Regions from separate parts of the Cyprinus carpio genome. Here region 1 is linked to region 2. A link is a contact called in public Hi-C data. All regions are on one chromosome and are shown on one strand. The core of a region is the stretch at or near the end of the contact, and the rest is flanking DNA. Distances in the headings are between cores, read along the strand shown. Region 1 holds the start of pparaa (peroxisome proliferator-activated receptor alpha a). Region 2 overlaps pparaa (peroxisome proliferator-activated receptor alpha a).

What was found. A called contact is a pair of places that touch in the nucleus more often than the background predicts.
Region 1: a Hi-C map of skeletal muscle shows a contact between it and region 2, with 2.3 times the contacts expected there. The contact joins the promoter of pparaa here to the enhancer-like site in region 2. A contact is called at or near these places in 5 of 8 Hi-C or Micro-C datasets (liver and skeletal muscle).

Annotation. Positions count from the first base shown.
Region 1 is chrB4:14,181,272-14,187,709 of ASM1834038v1, reverse strand. pparaa (peroxisome proliferator-activated receptor alpha a) reads left to right here and starts at 4,916. Exons shown (of 11, transcript XM_042722106.1): 1 at 4,916-5,184; 2 at 6,080-6,150.
Region 2 is chrB4:14,141,773-14,148,704 of ASM1834038v1, reverse strand. pparaa (peroxisome proliferator-activated receptor alpha a) reads left to right here. Exons shown (of 11, transcript XM_042722106.1): 6 at 5,207-5,446; 7 at 5,743-5,900. The coding sequence starts at 5,215. Among protein-coding and RNA genes, the nearest start is that of cdpf1, 18 kb to the right of the region's middle. Within about 2 kb of position 2,129, at least 2 of the 8 cell types and tissues checked have an H3K27ac peak or open chromatin away from gene starts, as enhancers often do. A contact at or near this core is called in skeletal muscle, where this site is marked.

The DNA.
Region 1 (6,438 bases), core at 3,667-6,166, 36 kb before region 2:
TTTTGAACGCTTGTCGAGCCAAAGGGATTCCATATGTTTTAAGAGCTGAACCGACAGCATATCAAAGCGCCAACACCAGAAGAAATCACTCTTAATGTAAAGTGATACACACAGCTGTCGGCTTTAACTGGGCTCACCGTTTTTCACTTCACCTCAGACAAAGAGGCCATGTGGAGCCAATAGTCAAATTTTTCCCTTTGGGCACTTGATTTACTGTGAAGAAATAGGTGTTAGCATTGAGAATATGTTATGGATGTTATCTGGTTTTGTGATAAAGTCATAGGTGTGCTCTGGGTTTTATCGTTCTCTCGTTGCCTCGAGCCTGTGACCCCTTTCTGAGGAGGATGGTTTCTTGTTGGTAATCATTCACTTGTAGCCTTGGGTTGCGGGGCTGTGATAGGCATTGTCTTGGCTCTTGAAAACAAAGTGAAGATATCTCATATAATAGACCTGCATTACTGAAACCCCAGGCATGTGTTTTTGTTCCAAAATCCATGACTCAGCAACAATTTAGTACTCCCTTTTTACTCAGTATAAACATTAGTATTAAAAAGTTTGGGGTTGGTACGATTTTGTAATGTTTTTGTCTCTCATGCTCCACAAGGCCACAATTATTTGATCAGAGATACAATAAAACTGTAATATTATGAATTATTGTTACTTTATTAGTATTAAAATGTTGATTATTTCTGTGATGGCAAAGCTGAATTTTTAAAATAATTACTCCAGTCTTTAGTGTCACATGATCCTTCAGAAATCAATCTAATATGCTAATTTGGTGTATTTCTTATTATTGTCAATGTTGAAAACAGTTGTGCTGCTTAATATTTTGTAAACTGAGATACTTTTTTTCAGAATTATTTAATGAAATATACATTTATTTGAAATAAAAATATTTTGTAACATTGTCACTTTTTATGAATTTAATGAAGCCTTGTGAAAGAAATCATTTCTTTAAAAAAAACTTGGACAAAAAAGTCGAAGTTCATAAATACAGTAGATAAATAGATAACAAAATGGAATTTTAAGTCATAGAAAGATAAGATATTGTATTCAAGGTGATGACATCATTATTGCACAATAACTATATATCCTTACAAAACAGACATATATCCAAAAATCCTTTTAAAAGTGATTTAAAAAGATAAATAGATACAGCAAAAAAAGAAACAGTTTATCAACAATCAAAGAAAGAGTTTGTATTCGAGGCAATGGCATCAACATGGCACTAATCATGATAAAAAGACAGTACTAGATAGATAGAGAGATGTTTAATTCAGTGGCAATAACATCATTTTTCTCTTTATTTAGTATTTGAATAATCGTGATATAATTCTGAAAGTATAAAATGAAATTGATGTTTGTTCTCGTAACGTAAGTGTTGTGGGTGTGGTACTGCAGCGTGCCCATGGACGCCGGTCGTAGAGGGAGGCAGGGGGCCTTTGCAGCGTGCCTTTCTCTCTCGCACTCTCTCTGAGCGTCCCGCCCCCTTTGCCACTGCCATCTCTTGGCTTTCCCAGAATGCCCTCTGTCTGAGAGCACTGGCCTGAAATAAAACTATGAGGGCCTGCACGGAGAGAATGGGAGCTTTGTCTCAGCTGCCATTTACACTGTCTGGGGGCATAGAGACAGAACTCAAAGAGAGTGTCTGATTGCAAATTAGCACAGCCCAGGGCTCAATGCTCCGTACACTCACACACACTCACGCACTGGCGGTGCGAGGCGTGGAGAAAGTTCTGCATTAAACGCTGCTGAAGATCATTACGCCCTTTAGTTCTATTGAATAGTGCCACATTTCAGTCAGGGGCACAAAAAATAATTAGCAGCAGGCTTCTCTTGAGCTGACTTGTGTATGACTGAAGCATTTGGGGTTGTTTAGTATGCAAGTGATGCCGGGTCTGAATTTGTGATTAGCTGAAAGACAAAAGGTGCAGCCGGTGCACTGCAGGAGCGACGTCTTTACATCGAGTGGGCCTCTCGCTGCGCTTCACTGTGATTGACATGCGTCAGATGATCGCATGTAGCTTGTTATATGATGACTCTATTTGGTGTGAGATTTCACCAGCTTTATCTTATAAATGCAAGTGTAATCATTTTGAATTGTTGGACCTGAAAGCATTCCAGCCAACTGTTTTCAAGGTAATCGGCTGCCTTAGGAAGCAATTTCTAACCGGCACAGAGCCCTAAAAATTGTGTGTATTAAATGTCCTAAAATCAAGTCTCTCCTTGATTTTCTGGTTTACAGATTTGGAGCACTTGCTGGCATTAATATCTACCCTTTTTTCCTTGTATATAGGTATTCATTTAATATGAGAGGCATGTAATGCTGGAGACAAGAATAAGTTTCATGCAAACATGTGATGCCATGTGAACTCAACAACCCTTTCAGTATAATCTGCTTGCCACCATCTCATGTTAATTCCCATGAGGTCGCTTTGTGTAGGACATAAACACACGCGCGTTCACACACAGGACACAATTTGGCCCTTTAATCTGATTAGCTGTGTGTGTATGGATGATCCTGGGTTCATCGAGTGTGTTCCTCTACTTCTGCTTTAACCACAGGCAGAGAGTGAAGCAATGACTTCAGAATTTATATCTGATTTTCGAGCCCAGAGGGGGGAAATGCAAAGTAATTAGTTCTGAAATATATCTTTAGCCATCCTATTTGTCAACACCATCCTGTATCAGAACTAATATTTTACTTTAATCTTAAAAAGATGCACTGATGTTAGTTATGTCAGCCCTATCGATTTTTGCACATTTCTTTAAAAAAAAAAAAAAAGGATAATAACTAAATGAAGGTGTGATCAAAGCTTTTACTTGATTTTCTTTTCTTCTTTAATAACATTATCTGGCTGAGTAAGGTTTTTCGATATTATTTTATTTTAATTTGTATTGGAGAAATATTGCCTTGTTTGCAAACAAAACTTCTACTATCTGTACCTGACAGATAAAACAGTACTCTGCCTGTTTTAAGTGGCTTTGTAAAATATTTTCTTATGAGTAGGTATTGCTTTTAGAAATACATTTGTGAGATCATTATTCCTGACTATGAACCACAAATTCAGCAGACTTGACTTAAAGTAGTCTTGAAGCAGGAAAAAGTCACACTAATGGTCTCTGAGAGGCATTAATAGGGGTAAATTATATTTTTGAATTTTGTTCTAAATAGTTATTTCCTTAACAGACTTTACAGTATTGTAAATTAAAGTTGTTGTTGTTTTTTAAAAAAAAAACATTTAAAACGTTCTGTAATTATACTGAACATCCAGACACAAATTCTTAATATTCATGTTGCAATTTAGTATGTGAAGACATCCTTAAATAATGAATTAATGCATGCATGACTCACATCACACACTGTTAGCCAAAACCTGATGAAAATGCCCTTCAAAATGCCTTTGATAGCACACACACACACACACACACACACACACACACACACACACACACACACTTACAGGTTTAACATCATATCACATGATAGCCTGAAGTCCTTCTCACTTAACCCATTTAATGCTCTGTGACAATTATTATTATTTTTTAAACTACAAATAAAAGTGTATTTTAATATTGTTCGTGTAACTACATGACGGAAGCTTTAATGCCAGTTTGCACTTCTGAAAGATGATTTCAAGGTTCAATAAAACATGTCGTAATACAGATACATCTACCATAATTGATACATATAATATTTAAAGGGTCTATTATTCTCATATAAATGTCTCATATAAATCATAATGATAAACGTAAACATATCAGTGGTCACATTTTTAATAACTGTCTGATTCACATTATTATACAATTGAAGACTTTGTCTTTTTAAGTATTATAACTTTAAATTAAACAAAGTAAGAGCAAAAAATAAATAAATAATAATCTTATATTAATATTACCACAGTGCCTGACAGTAAAAAAAATAAATAAATAACGTTAAATCAAAAAAGATCTTTATTTTTGTAACATTCTGTTGGGTCTCTTTGAGCAACTGTTTACACTTATAACCAGGGATGTACTAGCGGCTTATTTTTATTTTTTTATTTATTTATTTTTCTTTTAGGAAAGGCATTAAGTATCCAATAAGTAGAATACTTGTGCTCACTCAGCTGGGAAAATGTTGGGATTAAATGGGTTAAACGACGGATTACAAGACCCGGGACATCTACAAACATGTATGAAAAACTTTATAGAATGCTTAAACGCAATTAAATATTTCACATGTAGACATTTATACTAAATGGCACCTAAAATAGTTTATTAATACTACATAAATCGGGAACGCAACAGGTAACGTAGCATGTCTTATTCATTTTCAGGGATCAGCAAATGAGCAAATATAATTCCTAACGCCCTTTTCCTTATAAGAAAAAAATAATAATTATCAAACATCAAGGATGTTATCAAACCACGTTTTTATTTACCTCATTGTTATTTGACTGCGGCGTTTCTTTTTCTGAGAGCAACCATAACAAACCTCTCAAGTGGAAACCTTTTTTTTTTTGTTACCTCAGATTTGTCGTCGGTTTGAAAACGGACTCGTCGAGCTGTTAATCTGCAGAACGGGTCGAGCAAGACTGGCCCGTGAATTTAAAAAAAGCCCCCAGCCAGCACCGTTATATATCCAGTGTGAATAAGAGTAAACAGTGTGTTATTTTGTGCTGATATTAGATATGTCAGCGGCTGCTGTCTGGCTCTTGTGTAACGGTCGGTGCGCGCGCTCTCGTGTGTGTGTGTGTGTGTGTGTGTGTGTGTGAATCAGTTCACCTTAGTTGAACTTGTGTGATCTAGTTCACGGTAGTGTGAGGCTGTTGGTCCGGTGGCTGTTGGGAGGATTAACATATCTTCTTGATCATTACAAAAAAAACAAACTAACGCTACCTTTAAAAGACGCAGCGTGTCGTCATGTTTTTTTTTTTTTTTTTTTGTGTGTACGTTAGATGAGAAGATTTTGATAGTTTGCTCGCGGACAGACTGTATTAACGGTCGTGTGTTAACCTCGTTAAAGTGTCCGCACGACTGAAAATTTCAACCTGAACTTGAATAATAAAACCGGTCGTCGTGATTTACCCAACGACTCCCGTCAAGTTTCTTTTGTTTGTTTGTTTTGCCGTTGGCGGTTTCTAACGACAGCTAGAGGAGCACGAATGATCCTGATGAGGCTAAGAAGCGGACGTAAATAATGTAAGTTTTCCGTTATCATGTCTTAGTTGGTCCCGTAGGTCGTTTTTTCTTTTTTCTTTGTTTTTATTTCGCGTTTACGTTTGAAATTACATGCGCCAATCATACGAAGCCGGCATATGGGGCTTTATTGAACTGTAGCCTAGTTTTCACAGCTTATTTTCCTGGCATCCAATGTAAAATATCTGTCGAGCACGCACTCGAATGAATTAAACGAGGAATAACTCATTTTATCAGTGCATATCGAGGAGAACAATGGAGTTATAGACACATTAGAGATAGAAAAGAGATCAGTTTTTCATGGCTGGACGTTTTTGTTCATGCTTTTCAAATAATCGATCGTGCTGCTGTTTTATTTGGGTCTGTGTAGATTCTTCTGTTAATGAAGGCACCACGAGACTGCTGTGGTCTTCTCGTTTAAAAGAAAAATACATCTAACGTGTGTAACGTTATTTCATAAATGGGGTTGCTCTCTAAAATATTCCTGCCAGACTTATGTATTTTTATTACAGACCTATTTCATCCAATCTATATCAGACTGGGCTTAGGTTGTCGACTGTGTGTCATGCAACATAGTGAAATTAATAAATGAATCTCAACTGATATTATTACTAAAATAAAATATTCTGTGACCCCTTTTGTACTGAAAATTCATGCTCTAATATCTTAGTTGGCTTCCTTGATTTGTATCAGGCATAAACAAAGTCCTCAGACAATATGCCCCTTTTTAGAGTTGGTGATAATGCAGTTATCGAAACACATGCAAGTTATTCTACAAAGTTTTATTTCTCTAAATGCATATTGCTAATGTGGATGTTTTTTTTATTTTTTATACAGCCAGTGAGAATAGAGCTTATTCTGAAATGTTAGACTGTGAGTGTGTGTCTGTGTGTTGCAGTGGGGCTTGAAATGGCGAAAATCCCTATCGGACTCAACCCAGAGATGGAATGTACGTCCACCTTTTATCTGGTACGATTTTATCTGGATTTTCATTTTTTTGAGAGTAAGCAAAAATAATTGAATGTGATAATAATCTGCTGTTATATGCCGAAAGTGAGATTATTGATATCGGTGTACTGTTTTGTGCAGGTACATCAGAGAGATGTTGAATGTTGAAGCGTATTGAATAATGTAAACTACAGTTTCATACGCGCATAATGCTTTATTGTGCATATGTGTTTTGTAATGTATTATTATTAGATTTGAAATTGCATTGATTTGGGCATTTCATTATGAGTCTGTGACGCTTTACTTCTA
Region 2 (6,932 bases), core at 880-3,379:
GTGCCTGACGTCATTGTGTGGGCTCTGAGAGTCTAATTTGAGATGTCATTTAAGTAGTTCTATTTAAATGAAGTAATTTTATAGCCTGTTTCATAATCTTATCTCTGTGGCCAAGTTTCTTTCGCCTTACTGGCTTTGTGAAACACTTTTGATTATCATATATCATCTATAAGATTAGATTAATGCAGATTTATGGAGTGATTGTCATATTTAATTTGTTGTAACACAAACACAGACTTTTGGCCATGACTGTATCGACAGGTTAAATGATGGAGAAACATCTGGCCTACATGGATGCACCTGCTTCAATTGCCCCATGTTTGCATTTCATAGTCCGTATGAAGCCGCCTGCCTTGACTTAATGCTGAGCTGTCCCTCTGCAGGCTGAATGTGCTAAACAGACCGGATGTTTCCTGGGCTTGTGGAACGAAGACATTCCTGTCCTATTGTTGAAATCCTAGCGGTTTTAATTATAAATGCATCCATCCAGACATTAAGGTTCTCTTATCTGATGTGTTCAGCTCGCTGCGGCGTCCGTTTGTTGGTGTAACGCCAGCCAAACTCCTGAACGGAGAGAAGCAGGCATGCAGGGTGTGTGTGTGTGGATTCGGACTTTGGCCCTGGAAGAGGTGCATGTATTTATTGGCAGCTGGTAGAGCAGAACGGTGAATCGTGATCTGGTAAGCACTGATTTCATTCTGCTTTGCGCTGCACTTAGGTGTTGATTCGAACCTGGTTTGTAATTGTTCTGTTCGCTTTAAGCGAAGGCCTCACAGCCATTGTGAAAAGTGAAGTAGTTTTCTTTTGTGCAAGAATATGTTTTGACACAAAGTGTTTTTGTGCTGCTTTGTTGTACCTATATTTGAATCAGTGGCAATTGAGAGGAATTTTAAACTTTTAGTTTAAAAGACGTTTTTATTATTTACGTTTTGAAAAACTTTTTAGCATTTTTAAGAAAAGTAATTCCCTTATACTTTTTATGCATGCAAGTGTTTACATTTGGATTCGTTATTTTCAAAAAGGTTTTTAAAATATTTTTTTCGGTAAATTATTATTGTTATTAATTCATTAACATAATTACGTTTTTGTAGAGTTTACATTGTTTACCATGTTACATTTTATAACCTGAACAGACTTTGTCAGATTGTCATTTTAAGAGACTTGTTGACCTTGACACTCAATCATGAGGGTCTTCAGGGGTCCTTTCTGAATGATCATTTATTGTCCGCATTTTTTGTCGGTTGCATCATTAAACTTTAATTTAGAGACAAGAATTATAATTACAAAACATTCTGAGAAATTCTAAGAAATAATACTTTAATAATAATAAATAAACAATAATTATTATTATTTAATAAATAAATAATTAATTATTTAATTAGTAATAAATAATGTCAAATTAGAATTTCTTCATGATGTCAGGACAAGTTGTAAATATACTTTTTACCCACACAAATATTAAAATGAATTTTAATTCAGAAATTAAAAGCATGCTTATCAAAAGAAAATGTGTATTTAAGATGAACTTTAATGCATTTTGAGTAATCAGTAGATCCATAAAAAAAAGTCATGTCATTGACCTTTCACCAACAGTGAGCAAATAGACTTGTCTTTATTTTTGCCAACTATTCTTGACCCACATCCAAACTGGACAGATTTATCCGTTGCACATGCTGCTTGGAAGACGTGCATTTCATCATGCACTGAATCAATATTTCTTTCAAAAACAAACTCACACATGGTCTGTGGTCACAGATTAATCTTTATACTTCAGTTCTGTTGTTTCTATCCGGTGGGTAGAGATTCTGCTTGGTCATTGGTAGTTGGCTGATGCAGTGGAAATTTCTACACAGATGTGTTTGCTTTACATCTGTTGCCTTATGCAGTTTCGCAGCGAGGCCAAGGCTGGTTCTGAAGTAATGATGGGGGACACATGATCAGTATGGCCTGTCTGTAAAACACTACTAAGTTTTTTGGATAGGATTAAGTATGTTGACATTCATTGTCTTGTTGTGGATCTAAACTGCCCCCTGGGACTGCTGGATTGTTACTACACATGGTCAAACAGGACAGTCGGTAAAGATCAAGCAGGAAGGAGGGGGTAAATCAGCCTGTATTAGTTTCCCAGTCCTGTCAGCTGTGACCCTCCACAACACGCCTCCTCCCCTTCAGCACGTAGGCTATGAGTGTGTGTCCTTCTCTTGCCAGAATGAGAAACACGCAAACCTTGCACTGCAAAAATCTTGTTATTACCAAGCATTTTTACAGGAAAAATTCCTAAACTTAATTAAAACAACATACATTTACTTGACAAACTAAATGACACAAGATATATATTTTGATTGAGAATTTTATCAGTTTTAACGTTTTGTTATTTTGAGACCATATGCAGATTTATATTGTTTTAAAGATATGTAGATTATTTTTCTTTATAGCAAAATATAAATTTTTGTACAGCCGCCTCGTGACTCGGTCTTGTTCTGTTTATTTAATAGGACTCATTATTGAGGATTCCTCTTGTGCATTCATATGTGTTATTGTTCAGCTCTTGTTTTGTAATCTGCGCTCATCATTGGGTATAACATCTGTTATGAACAAGGAGGTGTTGAATCCTATGCATCCGTTGAGATATTTGGGTAGAATTTGTAGTTTGGAAGCGTCTGTGAGGTTTGGTTTTGCTGGTTAATGGCTCAGCCGGTCTCCATGGGCACATTTCCATTACAGCAGAAACTGGCGTTTCTCCTACACTCCGCTTGGCTCTCGCTCGTTGTCATGAGGCTCAAGTCATGCGTATGTGTGCCCATGTGAGTGTCTGGGTTTACACTGAATAAATATAGTTGCTTCAGCTTATCGCTCTCTGTCTCGCACCCTAATACACAGTTACTGTAGGTACACAAATGTAGTCTCACTCAAACACATGGTACATGCGTAATCTTGTTTACTGTCAATGGCTGGCTTCTAACACTGCAAAAAGAAATAAATCAAGCAGTCAATAGTCTTGTTTCTACTAAAAAAAAAAAACGAAAAATACATTTGAAAATACAATTTAAATATTTGAATAATTTTAATATATATGATATAATTATATATATATATATATATATATATATATATATATATATATATATATTTAAAAAATAATAAAAGTACATTTAAGTAAATTATATATTTAAAATAAATTAGTTAAAGCATATAAAAATATAAAGATAAATTGTACTTGAGACAATCTGCAATATAAGATATAAATATTGATAAAATAAGCATGTATAAAAATATTTACATATTTTTTTTATGTGGAAAAAAAAACAAAAAAGGGTTAAAAGTTTACATTTTTTTTTTTTTTTTTTTTTTTTTTGTGTGTGTGTGTGTGTATATATTTATATATGTTTCATCTTCTTTTAAGGATATTTAGATGCACTTTTGCTTCTCAAGTTTTGTTTGTTTGTTTATATATGTGTGTATGTTTTTTGTAGTTTATTAGGTTTTTTTTTGTCATTATGCAGTCTGTATGTTTCTCCAGTCTGAACGCTTGTTGCTTCACTTGTCTGTGCACGTTGTGTCACAAGCAGAATCAAATGCGAGTCAGAAATGATTGTCGTACAGATCTGAGAGAGCGGAAGGCTGTGTACGTTGACAGAAGGATCATGCTGAGCTCAGGTTTCAGGTTTCAGCTGCAACAGCTGGAGACAAACAGATGTGAACAGCCGGGTAAGTTTTTTGCTGATCTGCTTAGAACAGAGCAGAGAGATCAGGTATAACTTTAGAAAGCTGGACGGCTTCCCCTCGCAGACAGAGCTGAAAACTGGGATGCTCTGCCAAGAGCTGATTTATGATGGGATTCGGCAGGAACATCTTGTCTACCGTCAGTAGACAGTGTTAGTGGAGATTTTGTCAGCTTTTTAGCACGGGTGGTACTGCAACAGAGAGAAAGTGTTTTCTTTTTTTTTCTTTTAGATTGGCTGTGTTTGTCACTTGAAGGTAAAGTGTATTGTTGTTTCCTCCGAAAAGTAGTCATCTGTTGCAGAAGGGTTTGAATGCAGAGTCTGGCATTGGTTAGCCTTCTCCATGTGACTGCTGTAAGAAATTAAAGGGTTGAGTAGAATGGCATTTGAACCGTTGTCCACAAGACCCCTTGAGCTGCCATAAAAATTCCCTCGAGAGCGTCTGAATCCATTTGAGTGGTTAATTCTTTTTTAAAGGATTTTTATCTCCTGCTCACACTTGGAGCGTCCGGCCGTGGTGTGTAAATGTGAATGATCCTGTGATATCAAGCAAATGAAGCACATCAAAATAACTGTCCTGCAACCCCTTTGAAACTACTTACTGTAGCAGCCGCATAACAACACCACTCATGTCTTCTTTGAAACATGTATAAATTGAAACCAGTTTGATTTTACACTGACATATCTTTTACACCTAATCTTCGTATCAACATAGTCGATGGAGCACTTGGTCTTTGGTCGGTCTCTTTAAGTTCACATGGCAGGACGAATGAGATCACATTCCTGTGATGAAACAGGCCAGAGCCTTTGAAATGCTCCCTTCATGTCTAAATAAAACACTGCCATATCTGTGCTTGGGGTTTCCTTGGCAACCCCCCCTTGAACATGTTACTTATGCCACTTGTTTAGCGTTGCTCTGAATGGAACTACTTCTAGTCACTGTTTCACAGAGCACAGGCTGCAGTTTGCATACCAAGTAGATATCGAGTCTCCTTTTTTTATCATCACAATCAAACAGTGTTGTTTTAAAATTATCAAATTAACAATAAATAAAATAACCATTAAAATAATAATAAAATAAAAGCTTTTATTTCTTTGTTTATGCATTGATATCAGAGCATTAGTCTGAAATAAAAATGATGAAGCTTTACATATGCAAAGGGTTTTTGATGACAATGGTCTATTTTCTGTTATTTTAGTATACAATCAACATCTTTATTTTATTGTACAGTACATAAAAAGTCAATGCAAAACTATGAAAAATGATCTAATAATAATAATGTGGAAACAAAAAGTCTTTAAAAAATTAATAATTGTTAATTGTTTTAATTCTCACAAACTTCAAAAAAACAAACAAAAAAAACAATGTGTGTTTGCCTTTAAACCCATTGTAATCCGTGTATTGCGTCTTGCAGCCTTTTAAAAGATATGAAACATTTTCTTTACTCTGTTTTCATTTTTCTCGCAATTGTTTGTCTTTGCAGACTGATGAATGATTCAAAGCTTGCCGTGGTCCAGCGCCATGGTAGACATGCCAAGCCTGTACAGCCCCTTGTCCCCGCTGGGCGATCCAATTCTGGACAGCCCTCTGTGTGGAGAGCTCATTGGTGACATGGAGGTGCTGGAGGATATCTCACAGTCCCTCAGTGATGATACCTTCAACTCCCTTCATGTGCTGGACTACCAGAGTAACAACACAGCAGCAGACAGCTCATCTGGCTTAGGTAGAGCAGACGGACACACACACACACAATCCTAACCAATCAGGCCCCTTAAAAAACTTTAAAAGATTAACACTGTAAAGGTAAAGAATTAAACCATTGCATTCATCTTATGGTATATCTTAAAAAACTTTAAAAGATTAACACTGTAAAGGTAAAGAATTAAACCTTTGCATTCATCTAACTAATGTAGAATATGGTCAAATATGTTGTGTCAGTGTAAATAGGATGCTAATAAGCAACTTAATAGTGAGAAGTGTAAATATATACATATGCCCATGGGTGTGTTTGTCTTGTAGATGTCTTAACACCAGCATCTAGTCCATCCTCAGAAGTGTTTGCATCCAGCACGGTTCAGGATGAGAACTCTTCTGGTTCTCTGGCCCTCGAGTGCCGCGTCTGCGCCGACCGGGCCTCTGGTTTCCACTACGGAGTGCACGCCTGCGAAGGATGCAAGGTAAGCGCGCACGCAATGCGCACAGTTGAAAATTCTCACACGAGTACCAAGAGTCAATACCAGAACGCCCTTAATTTTTTCCTGCTTGGCATTAGTGCAGACACTATGTTACACTTTCATAAGCACAAATCTGTCCGGGACAGAAAACACTTGAGCGCACACACCAGGGTCAACCGAAAGCACATGAGTTTCTGTAGTGTTTTCATAGCTGCTTTTGCAAAAAGACTGAGAGTTCCCCCAAGGCTTGTTCTCCCTTCGTACATGTGAGGTGAAGCGTGTACAAGAGCTGTTGCTTCATGCGGTGCATGTCAAATTCATCAGTAGGACTGCACACAGCACACCCCAGCTGACATGAGCCTGGGTCACGGCCGTTCTCATTCCTTTAAAGTTAACTACTACCAGCCCAGTTATTGCAATGTGACACGTGTTCTTCTCCAGCAAGAGCAGACTTTGACCGTTGGCACCCCTTAGGGTGTAATTAAGCCAGGACCATTACCACAATGTTTATTGCCGATGCGGTTTACCACTCTTCCATGTTGTACTTTGGTGAGACCAATTAAAATATGCTTTATACATAATTGTTTTAGTTAATAGTTATAGTTAAGCTTGTTTCAAAATTAAAGGCTAATTAAAAACTATTTATTTAATTATTTAGAATTTAAAGGAACACTATCAGAATCGGTGTGTACCGTCTTATTTCCTCATTCAGTTCAGGTCACTGGTTTTGAGCTTCATGGACCTCTAGTTTAACTAAATTTCATGTTAGTTAATTATATAGTTTGACATTTACAGTGTCCTAACTAGGAATGATATCATAAATCAACAAGCACTAAAAGCGATACTTCCATGTAAATCTGACATGAGACGAGTAGACATGAGATATGGCTGTATATCGGCACGGCTGTGATTGAGCCATAGGCATGAGGCCACAAAAGCCCTCTTTTGTGCAGAACTACTTCCTTCCACCACGGATTCAAATTTAAAGTTGACAGTTTAACAGTGTAAAATCGCTCTCTTATCAGCCAATCAGTT